Regions from separate parts of the Arachis hypogaea genome. Here regions 1 and 3 are each linked to region 2. A link is a contact called in public Hi-C data. All regions are on one chromosome and are shown on one strand. Each heading gives the region's core, a stretch centred on a gene start, on an enhancer-like site or on the middle of the called end of the contact. The rest is flanking DNA. Distances are from core to core; before and after follow the strand shown. Region 1 holds the start of LOC112779323 (type II inositol polyphosphate 5-phosphatase 15). Region 2 holds the start of LOC112779337 (putative lysine-specific demethylase JMJ16). Region 3 holds the start of LOC112777525.

The links. A called contact is a pair of places that touch in the nucleus more often than the background predicts.
Region 1: a Hi-C map of leaf shows a contact between it and region 2, with 3 times the contacts expected there. The contact joins the promoter of LOC112779323 here to the promoter of LOC112779337 in region 2. A contact is called at or near these places in 3 of 8 Hi-C or Micro-C datasets (all in leaf).
Region 3: a Hi-C map of an unstated tissue shows a contact between it and region 2, with 3 times the contacts expected there. The contact joins the promoter of LOC112777525 here to the promoter of LOC112779337 in region 2. A contact is called at or near these places in 2 of 8 Hi-C or Micro-C datasets (leaf and an unstated tissue).

The regions. Positions count from the first base shown.
Region 1 is chr19:97,418,177-97,421,150 of arahy.Tifrunner.gnm2.J5K5, reverse strand. It overlaps LOC112779323 (type II inositol polyphosphate 5-phosphatase 15), which reads left to right and starts at 1,304. Exons shown (of 12, transcript XM_029296008.2): 1 at 1,304-2,531. The coding sequence starts at 1,751.
Region 2 is chr19:97,714,040-97,717,024 of arahy.Tifrunner.gnm2.J5K5, reverse strand. LOC112779337 (putative lysine-specific demethylase JMJ16) reads right to left here and starts at 1,721. Exons shown (of 13, transcript XM_025823579.3): 1 at 1,425-1,721; 2 at 9-84.
Region 3 is chr19:98,021,673-98,024,379 of arahy.Tifrunner.gnm2.J5K5, reverse strand. LOC112777525 reads right to left here and starts at 1,372. Exons shown (of 7, transcript XM_025821912.3): 1 at 803-1,372; 2 at 498-687; 3 at 125-301; 4 at 1-12. The coding sequence starts at 1,065.

The sequences.
Region 1 (2,974 bases), core at 55-2,554, 300 kb after region 2:
GGGAAGCAGCGACAGCGACAAGGTAGTGGCTGTGGTTGTCACTGACGCTGGTAGCTGCAGGAACAGAAATAGAGGTCGCGACCTTTGTCACAGTGGAGGAAAGGAGAGAGGGGAAGAAGAAGAAAAATGGGAAGCTCACCGGTGGTTGGGACAATGGGGCATGCGGTGGCGAATCAGCGGCGGCAGCGAGCTTGTGGAGAAAAGAGGCCGGCTTCGGCGGTCTGTGTTCAATGGGAGAATTGATGGCGAGCATGGGTGAACGACTAGATTGAGGAGGGACGAAGGAAGGAGGTGTCACGACGGCCTGGGCGGTGCTAGGGTTCGTAGGTGTTGGGTTCGCGGAGGGGGGAAGAGAGAGGTGGAACCGCGGAGATGGAGGTTACCTCGGCGATGGATAATGGAGAGAGAGAGAGAGATGTGGCGGCACTGTGATGTGTTCTGGCTTTCGAAGGACGGCGATGGTGGGTGGCAGTTGGGAGGAAGAGGAAGAAGAAAAGAAGGGGAGTAAAGAGGGTAGAACCGGCGCAATGAGGGTGGCGGCGGCTGGAGGTTGGTTTGATGGCTTCTGTTTCTCCTGCTTGTGATTTTGATTCTGTTTTCATTGTTGCTGTGCTTCTGATTCTGATTCTATTTCTTTGAATTCATTGTTATTGCGTTTCTGATTTTGTTCTTCTTCTGATTTCATTGTTCTTTTGATTTCTTGTGTTCTTCTGATTGTGCAACTCATGATGAAGAAGAAGAAGAAGAAGAAAAAGAAGAAGAGATGCTGTGATGGAGAAGAAGAACAGAATATTTTGGTGAAAAAGGAGAATGGTATTTTGGTTCGAAGGATGATTTTAAAACCAAGTTAAATCTTAGAGATGATTTTGTATGCAAAAAAGGTTGAAGACGAAAATTTTTTTTGACACATACCTTAATGACCAAAATCGTACTTAACTCATATCTTAGCTTTGAAAAAATAAAGGCAAAATATAACTAGAAATGACAAAAAAAAAAAAATCACAGCACGACGGAGAGGCTAACGGAGACCAACATGTTAACTAATGGATTAAGATAAATTGAATTGAATTTTGCAATTTTTTCTTCTACAATATATTGTCATAACATAAACGTAAAAGGGATAATTTTTTTTATAATTTTTTAGGGTTAAAATGATTTATTTATTATATTAAATTTGTGTTTGAATTATATTTGATTTAATATATTTAATTAAATTGTACATCCAATTTTATTATAATTGTACTGATTTTTTTTAAAAAAATTAAAATTAATATTTATAAATACCTACAGGTATCATTCTCCCTTGCGGAAAAAAAAAGGGAAACCCAAAGCAAAAATAAGATGATGATGGGATACATTTTACTAGAAGGTGGAAAGCCATTGCCATCTCTACATACAACAAACAGGTAACAACGTAAAGACAAAAGAACATACCTAAAGAAAAGTAAGGCAAGGCATGTTGTGTTGTGCTCGAACAAACAACCGGGTCAGCTCACAGCTCACAGCTCACAGCTCACAGCTCACCTGTCCAAATTCCACTTTCACTTCTCAAATCTCAATTATTCCCACTCTCCCTTCTTCCTCTCCCAGTCTCCCCTTTTTTCTCCCAACCAATTTCAACTCAATCCAACACTCTCAGCAAAATCCCCACAAACAACGCCGTTTCCCCACAAACAACGCCGTTTCATCCTGCCTCTGGCTCTATCCCTATATTTCCTCCGATCCTCGCAATAGCAACTAAACGACAATAATGGATCCACCTTTCAACCAAAACGACGTCGTTTCATCCTCACACACTCGCCACCACCACTCTCCCACCCTTATGTACTTCCCTTCTTCCGATGACGACGATGATAACGACGTCGTTACGCCCTCAGCTGCTTCCATCCACTCCACCACCAAGCGCCTCGACTGCATGCTCCAGTTTCTCGACCGCAAGCTCTCCACCTCCACCGCTCCCTCCTCCGACCAAAGTAGCAACCGCCCGATGCGGGAATTCGTCTCCCGAGGCGGCGGCACAGGAATCTTCCGCCTCCCACCCCGCGCGGCGGTCCATCCCTTGCGGCCGCCTAGTCTCGAACTCCGGCCTCACCCTCTCCGCGAGACGCAGGTCGGTCGGTTCCTGAGGGCAATTTCCGGCACGGAGTCGCAGCTGTGGGCGGCATCGGAATGTGGCGTGAGGTTCTGGAACTTCAAAGATCTGTATTGTTCTTGGGAAGAAGGGGATGGAGATGGAGAAGGAGGAGGAGGATGCAACGTTAGGGTTGGGGACGAAGAGAGTGTGCCGTTTCGGGAATCAGTATGGACGTCGGCGGCGATGTGCTTGGTGGCGGACGATGGGAACAGAGTAGTGTGGAGCGGGCACAGGGATGGAAGAATAAGGTGCTGGGTGATGGACGGTGGTGATGGTGACGGTGATGGTGATCGTGTGGTTTTGGAGGATAATAGGAAGTTGAGGAATCCTTTCAAGGAGTGCTTGTCTTGGCATGCTCATAGAGGACCTGTTCTCTCCCTCACTATAACCTCTTACGGTGATCCTCCATTCTTCCGTTCTTTACTTTTCAATTTATTTATTTCTGCTTTTAAATTTTATTTACTGTTGATATCCAATGAGGTGTTGGACTGCTAGTTCATGGATAAAAGAGTGATATACCGATGGTTCATATGAATTAAGCTCTCTATTATTTCCTGCGTGACAATTCCTGAACACGATGTGGTCATAACTCAACCATATTTTTAAAATGAAAAAAAGAGAAGAGTGATCAAAATTTTTTATGGCGTTTTTAAAATGTTTTTCTTTAGCTTATATTTTTTGGAATAAGTTTAGAAATAATTTGCATTGTTAATTACAATTATAAGAGGTCATCTAAAATGTTTCATATATTTAGAAGAGACATATAAACATTGAAAATTGCTAGTTTGTAGTTTCAATATCACCAAAATAGTCTTTTCATCATTCCGTTACTAACGATGT
Region 2 (2,985 bases), core at 472-2,971:
AAACTTACTTTGATAATAAAGAGTTCTTAAGACCACACAAATGCAGAATCTGTTGGTTTGCCACACTTCCACCACATACTACAGCTAGAGATCAAATCAACAAAAGCTAATTCAATGCCTTACACTCCAGTAACTTAAGAAATAGTAGGAAAGGACCAATCATTAGATATCAAAGTAAAGAATCAAAGAATAAGCTCAGATAAGGGAACAGATCTACATGCAACACAGAATCTCAATTTCTTTGATTTTCTATTTAGTCCATAAACCATAAAAATGTTTAGGACTTAAATCATAGTTATTTTCAATTACATTTGCCTTCATCAAGCAGAATGGCAGATCAGAGAGTAAAGGTAACTTCAAAGAGTTCTTGTAATCCTGCAGTCTCCTAGTCCTATTTTAGGCATGGTTCTTCAATTGTAAATAAATCTATCTAAATAAACAGCAATATCAGAAAGAAGGATTACAATAACTTGTTGAAGTTACCTTTACTCTCTGATCTGCCATTTTGTTGGATGAAAGCAAATGGCCTTCTTGATGATAACTATGATTTAAGTGTTCTTGTTATCCTGCTTTCTGATATTGTTGTTTAGTTAAATAAATTAATTCACAATTGAAGACCCTAATAGGACTAGGAGATTGCGCCATCCAATGTATGTGAGAACCGACCCATTAAGTAGATTCATACCATCAATCAGATCACAAAAAAATATGCTCAAATTAGGTTGTGATCCTAATCTTTCTTTTAAGTTAATGAAATATCCAAGGTTGTGAAAGTTCATATACTAAGGCAGCAAAATACTTCATTCCGCCCATACTTCATCTCAAACATAAAAGTCCGATAATGAATGATCACATCAGAACCATACAACAAGCAGGTCATGTTTCACAGCTTATTTTCAGCTGCTAATTAGATATAAAAGGTGACATTATCATGTAAAACAAATTTAGAAACAAAATTTCTCAATGACAAAACCTAGCAAGTAAATAGATGTCTTGACGGTTTGAGTTTGACCACACTAAGTTCATCAATATCCACTAATAAATAGTTTCAGAAAACAATGATGGCTTCAACACTCATAAATCCCAGGTTCATCACATTTTCTCAGCCAGATCAATACATAAAGATTTTAAATAACTCAGAAAATCACTGATAGGATCTCAACGATAACCTAAAAGATAGATTTCCAGAAGCTTAGCTATCATTCTCCACAATAATGTAAATGTACCGAGCAAAGTCAAAAAAATAATCAGAGAGAATCACTACATCTGCATGATTAGGAATTGTTCAGTGCACACAACCAACAAGATTATCATAACAATCAATAATTAACCATGATCAAAATAAATCTTAGCCAATTTTACCATAATCACGCAAAATTTACAGTTACTAGCTGAAAACCTAGCAAGGAACAAAAAGTCCATACCCTAATCGGGAAATCTCTGATGAATTGAGATGTTCTAGTTGCAAAAAAAGGCAAATACAAGTTGATTTAATTGGAGATTAGGTTAACAAGTTCACAGAAAAATATTTGAGGTGTTCTATAGATGGAAGCTGTTGGAAGCGATTGTGTTAGAAAATTGAAGAGAAAACCGAATAAAATAGAAACCCTAAGGGGATGAAAAGGGGAAAAAAGACGAGAGAGGAAGCAACAATACTTGGACAAATCTGTATCCTTTTCAGATTATTATTAATTTACTTGATGTTTATTTATGTATAGACCGTTTTCTTTTTTTAACAGAATGTTATAATATACACCTATATATAAGAATAAGAATTTGGATCATCTAAATTTTAAATTTTATTTTAAAAGATAAAATATAATCTTTTATTATTTATTTTATAGATAGAATAAAAAAATATTAAAAAAAATTATTAAAAGATAAAAGATCACGCTTTACATAAAATTCAAAATTTAGAAGATCTAAATTCATTATATAAATCACGGACACTTTCTTAATTTGTCGTGTCTCCGTATTAGATACATTTCTAGAACGACACACATCGATACTCATCCGATATACGTATCTTCTGTACCCATTCGTATTTTAATAAAAAATAAAATAATTCTCTTTGAAAACACTTAAATACACCTAAATACAATCATACGTCAGCATATCCAATCTTATTCTTGACATATATTCTTAAAATAAGTTTAGAAATAATATATATTATTAATTATTAAAATAAAATATATTTTAAATACTTTATATAATTAAAAAAAGATATTAAAAATAATTAAAAATTAATTTATATTTTAATATTAATAAAATACAAAAATATTATTACAATTTATTTAAAAAATACTTTATATTTTATATATATATATATATATATATGGACAGTATGGTGTTCTCATGTCTTGAAAGAATTTTAAATTTACGTGTCGGCGTGTCCCATATCATATCATATCCCGTGTTCGTATCAGTGTCCATACATTATAGATACTACGGTTTATATACATAGACTATTTTTATATATTTTTATTTTTATAATAAAAATAATTGATGAAATTTTTATGTATGTAAGAGACAATGCAAAGAGTAATTAATACATTCATAGTATCTTGGAAATAAAAATAATTAGATAAATATATAAAAATTTATTTAGCTACCAAGAGAAATATAAAATTTTCTTTCATTTTGAAGACAAAAAATAGAAAATATTCATTTTTATTTTTATATCTTTATTTTTCTATTTCTGAAACAAAACCTAACAACATTCAAAAATATCACTTGTACTTCCTCTTATCTTATATATATCTTTTCTTTTTTGAAAGTATTAAAATATAGAATAAGTTTAACATCTCGTCTAATCCCAATATATAAGAAAAAGATAAAAAGGTTAATTCAGTGTAAAAAGTTAAAAAAAATATTATTTACACCTTAAGATCACAAACTAACTAACACTACTTTATTTTTAAAATTCATAAATAACATATAACAACCATAATATATAATGTATAAATACTAAAACTTAGTCACTAA
Region 3 (2,707 bases), core at 123-2,622, 310 kb before region 2:
AAAGAAGGGGAACTGCAGCAAGCGAGAATTGCAATTCGCAACACATGAGAATATGCCAAAGGCAGTTGCAAGAAACATCTAAATCCAAAAGGAAGTTGAATTGACTCCGGTGTCCAGTACTTACCTTGCGAACCCAATGCACCATCATAGTCCCAGTAACAGGGCACTCTTGTAAGGTTGAAGCATGTATAAGCATGTCATCCCACTTCAACCGATACTCGTCATCCCAGAAGAAATCCCTCAACAGCTCAGGAGTTGCATCTTCATACACGGTTCTACTTCGGTACTGCGGCGGCCCAGTCTAACAAATGCAAACACATTCAAATTCATCCAAAACCAAGTCAGCACCCAGAATGTATCATGCAATGCAATTGGTCTCAAAATTCGGTCACCGTTACTATAGCATTTGTGGTTTAGATTGTGGTTGTGACTTCAGATGCAGCCACAGTTCTTGCATTTACAAGAATAACGAATTTTGAAAGGTGTGTAATGAGTACCTCAGGGTCCCTACGCCAAGCTTGGTAGCTCATAGTAGGGGTAGAACGGTCCATCATCTGAATCCACGCGGGTCCACCATCTTTTTCTTCAACTAACATACTCAAGTGCTTCAAGTCCTGTTCCGTCACCAAAGCACTAACCTCGTTCTCCCCATCATTCCGTTGCAACGAACTCGACCCCGCACCCGAACTGTGTGTGCCACGTGGCAAGTAGCAAGAAACCGAAAAACGGTTATACAAATCAGCAACGAAACCGGAAAAAAAAACAGAAACATAACTGAATTCAACTGAATTTCAAAGCGCACCTGGTGGAAACGGAGAAGGAAGAAAGGTCGGTGTGGGGACCAGAGGTGGAACCCAAAGCAGCCCAAGAAGGGAGGCGAAGCTTGGGGAGGTAGTTGTTGGAGGTGGGCTCGATGGAAGCCAAGTTGTCGGCCCACTTGGGCTTCCAGGCCCAACCGAGGACAACGCCGACTATAACGGCAATCCAAAGCGGAGCGATGAACACAACAAGGTCGGACAGTATGTCGACAGCTGTTGCCATCTCCATAACCCCAAACAACGCCATACAGGTGAATTGACAAGAATACCCTCGCTCTTCTTAATCGGATAAAAAAGGTGTGTGCGTGAAAGCGCAGCGATTAATTGGAGTTGGAGGGGGTTGCTGAGAACGAGAAAGAGGGAGGGTTTTGGTTTGAGTGGGAAAGAAGATAAATAAAGCGAAAGGGATGAGAATGAGGGAAAAAGATATGTGATTGTGTCGAGAGATTGAAGAGGAGAGACTAGAGAGAGGGCAGAAAAAAAGACGAGATGGTGGACCAATGCGGATAAGGATTGTGCGATAAGTGGTGGGTAGAAGTGATATTTGGATTGTCGTAGGGCCACACCTACTTGTACACTGTATATACACTTGTACATCAGTATATGTGTGTATAGTTCTTTTTTTAATTAAAAAATGTTGTAAGAATTATTCGAGTAGCGTTTATATTCCATTCGGATCTTCTAAAGTTTGAATTTCACTTTAAAGAGTAAAGTGTGATCTTCTACTTTTGAATAGTTTCTTTTTTATATTTATTCTTGGTCTCACCTATAAAATCAATAGTGAGAGATCACACTTTTTTCTTTAAAGTGAAATCCAAACTTTAGAAAATTCAAATCCATTTATATTAGGACCCAATTCCTCTAAAATTGTATTGTAGAAAAAAGTATACTATTAATCACCATTAAATTAAGACAATGTATTCATAGATAATAAATATTATAAATTCAAAAGTGATTAAAATATCACTTTATCACTTTACTAACATTGTCATTTTAGAAATCTTTTTCCTTTGTATTGAGTATTGAGATTTAATATTGTATTTAATATTAAAAGAATTGAGTATTGAGATTTAGTATTATATTTAGTAATTAGTAAAATTAAAATTAAAATTTTAGAATACAATTTTAGTCTTTTTAATATCTCAAAAAAATAAAAACATAAGAGAAATAAAAATTAAAACCTTAATAATATTTTTTTAATAACTAAAAATATTTTAATAAATATGTATATCAATTATTCTCCACATACAAGCTATTTTACTATACAAGTTCATATAAGTCATTTTTCCCTAAATTATTCTCACATGCACGTCTTACGCACGCATATTTCACGCGCTTCTTAATTTAACAAATTTCAATCAATGCGTGCATGTTCTTCTTCGTGCCATTACTGCACGTTCTTCTTCTTCTCTTTCGTTATCGTCGTCACCAACACCATCACCTCCTCCTCCTCCTCCTCTTCCTCCTTCTTTTTCATTGAAATTTCTTCTCCTCTTTCCTTTTCCTCCTTCTCCTCCTTATCTCGTTGTTGAAGATAATGAATAACTCAACTTCAGATTATTAATTGAACCAAAACGAAATTGATTATTGTTTTGAATCCAATCAAGTAGCTGAGATGTGGTTCGATTCTAGTTAATTTTTTCGTTAGTAGTTTATGATTCTGTAGGTGAATACTGTTTCATCGTTGATTATTTGAATTGAATGTAATGTAAAAGTTCGCTATTAAAGAAAATATTTTTCTGTATTTGCAGTAAATTTGGGTGTAACACGAAGATATTTGGGTGTATTCTTTAAGAATTTTTTGTGTATGTGTGCTGATAAATTTTGCATAATTCAAAACTCTTCTTCTCCCTCCTCTTCATCTTCTGCTGCTTCTTCTTCTTCTTTTT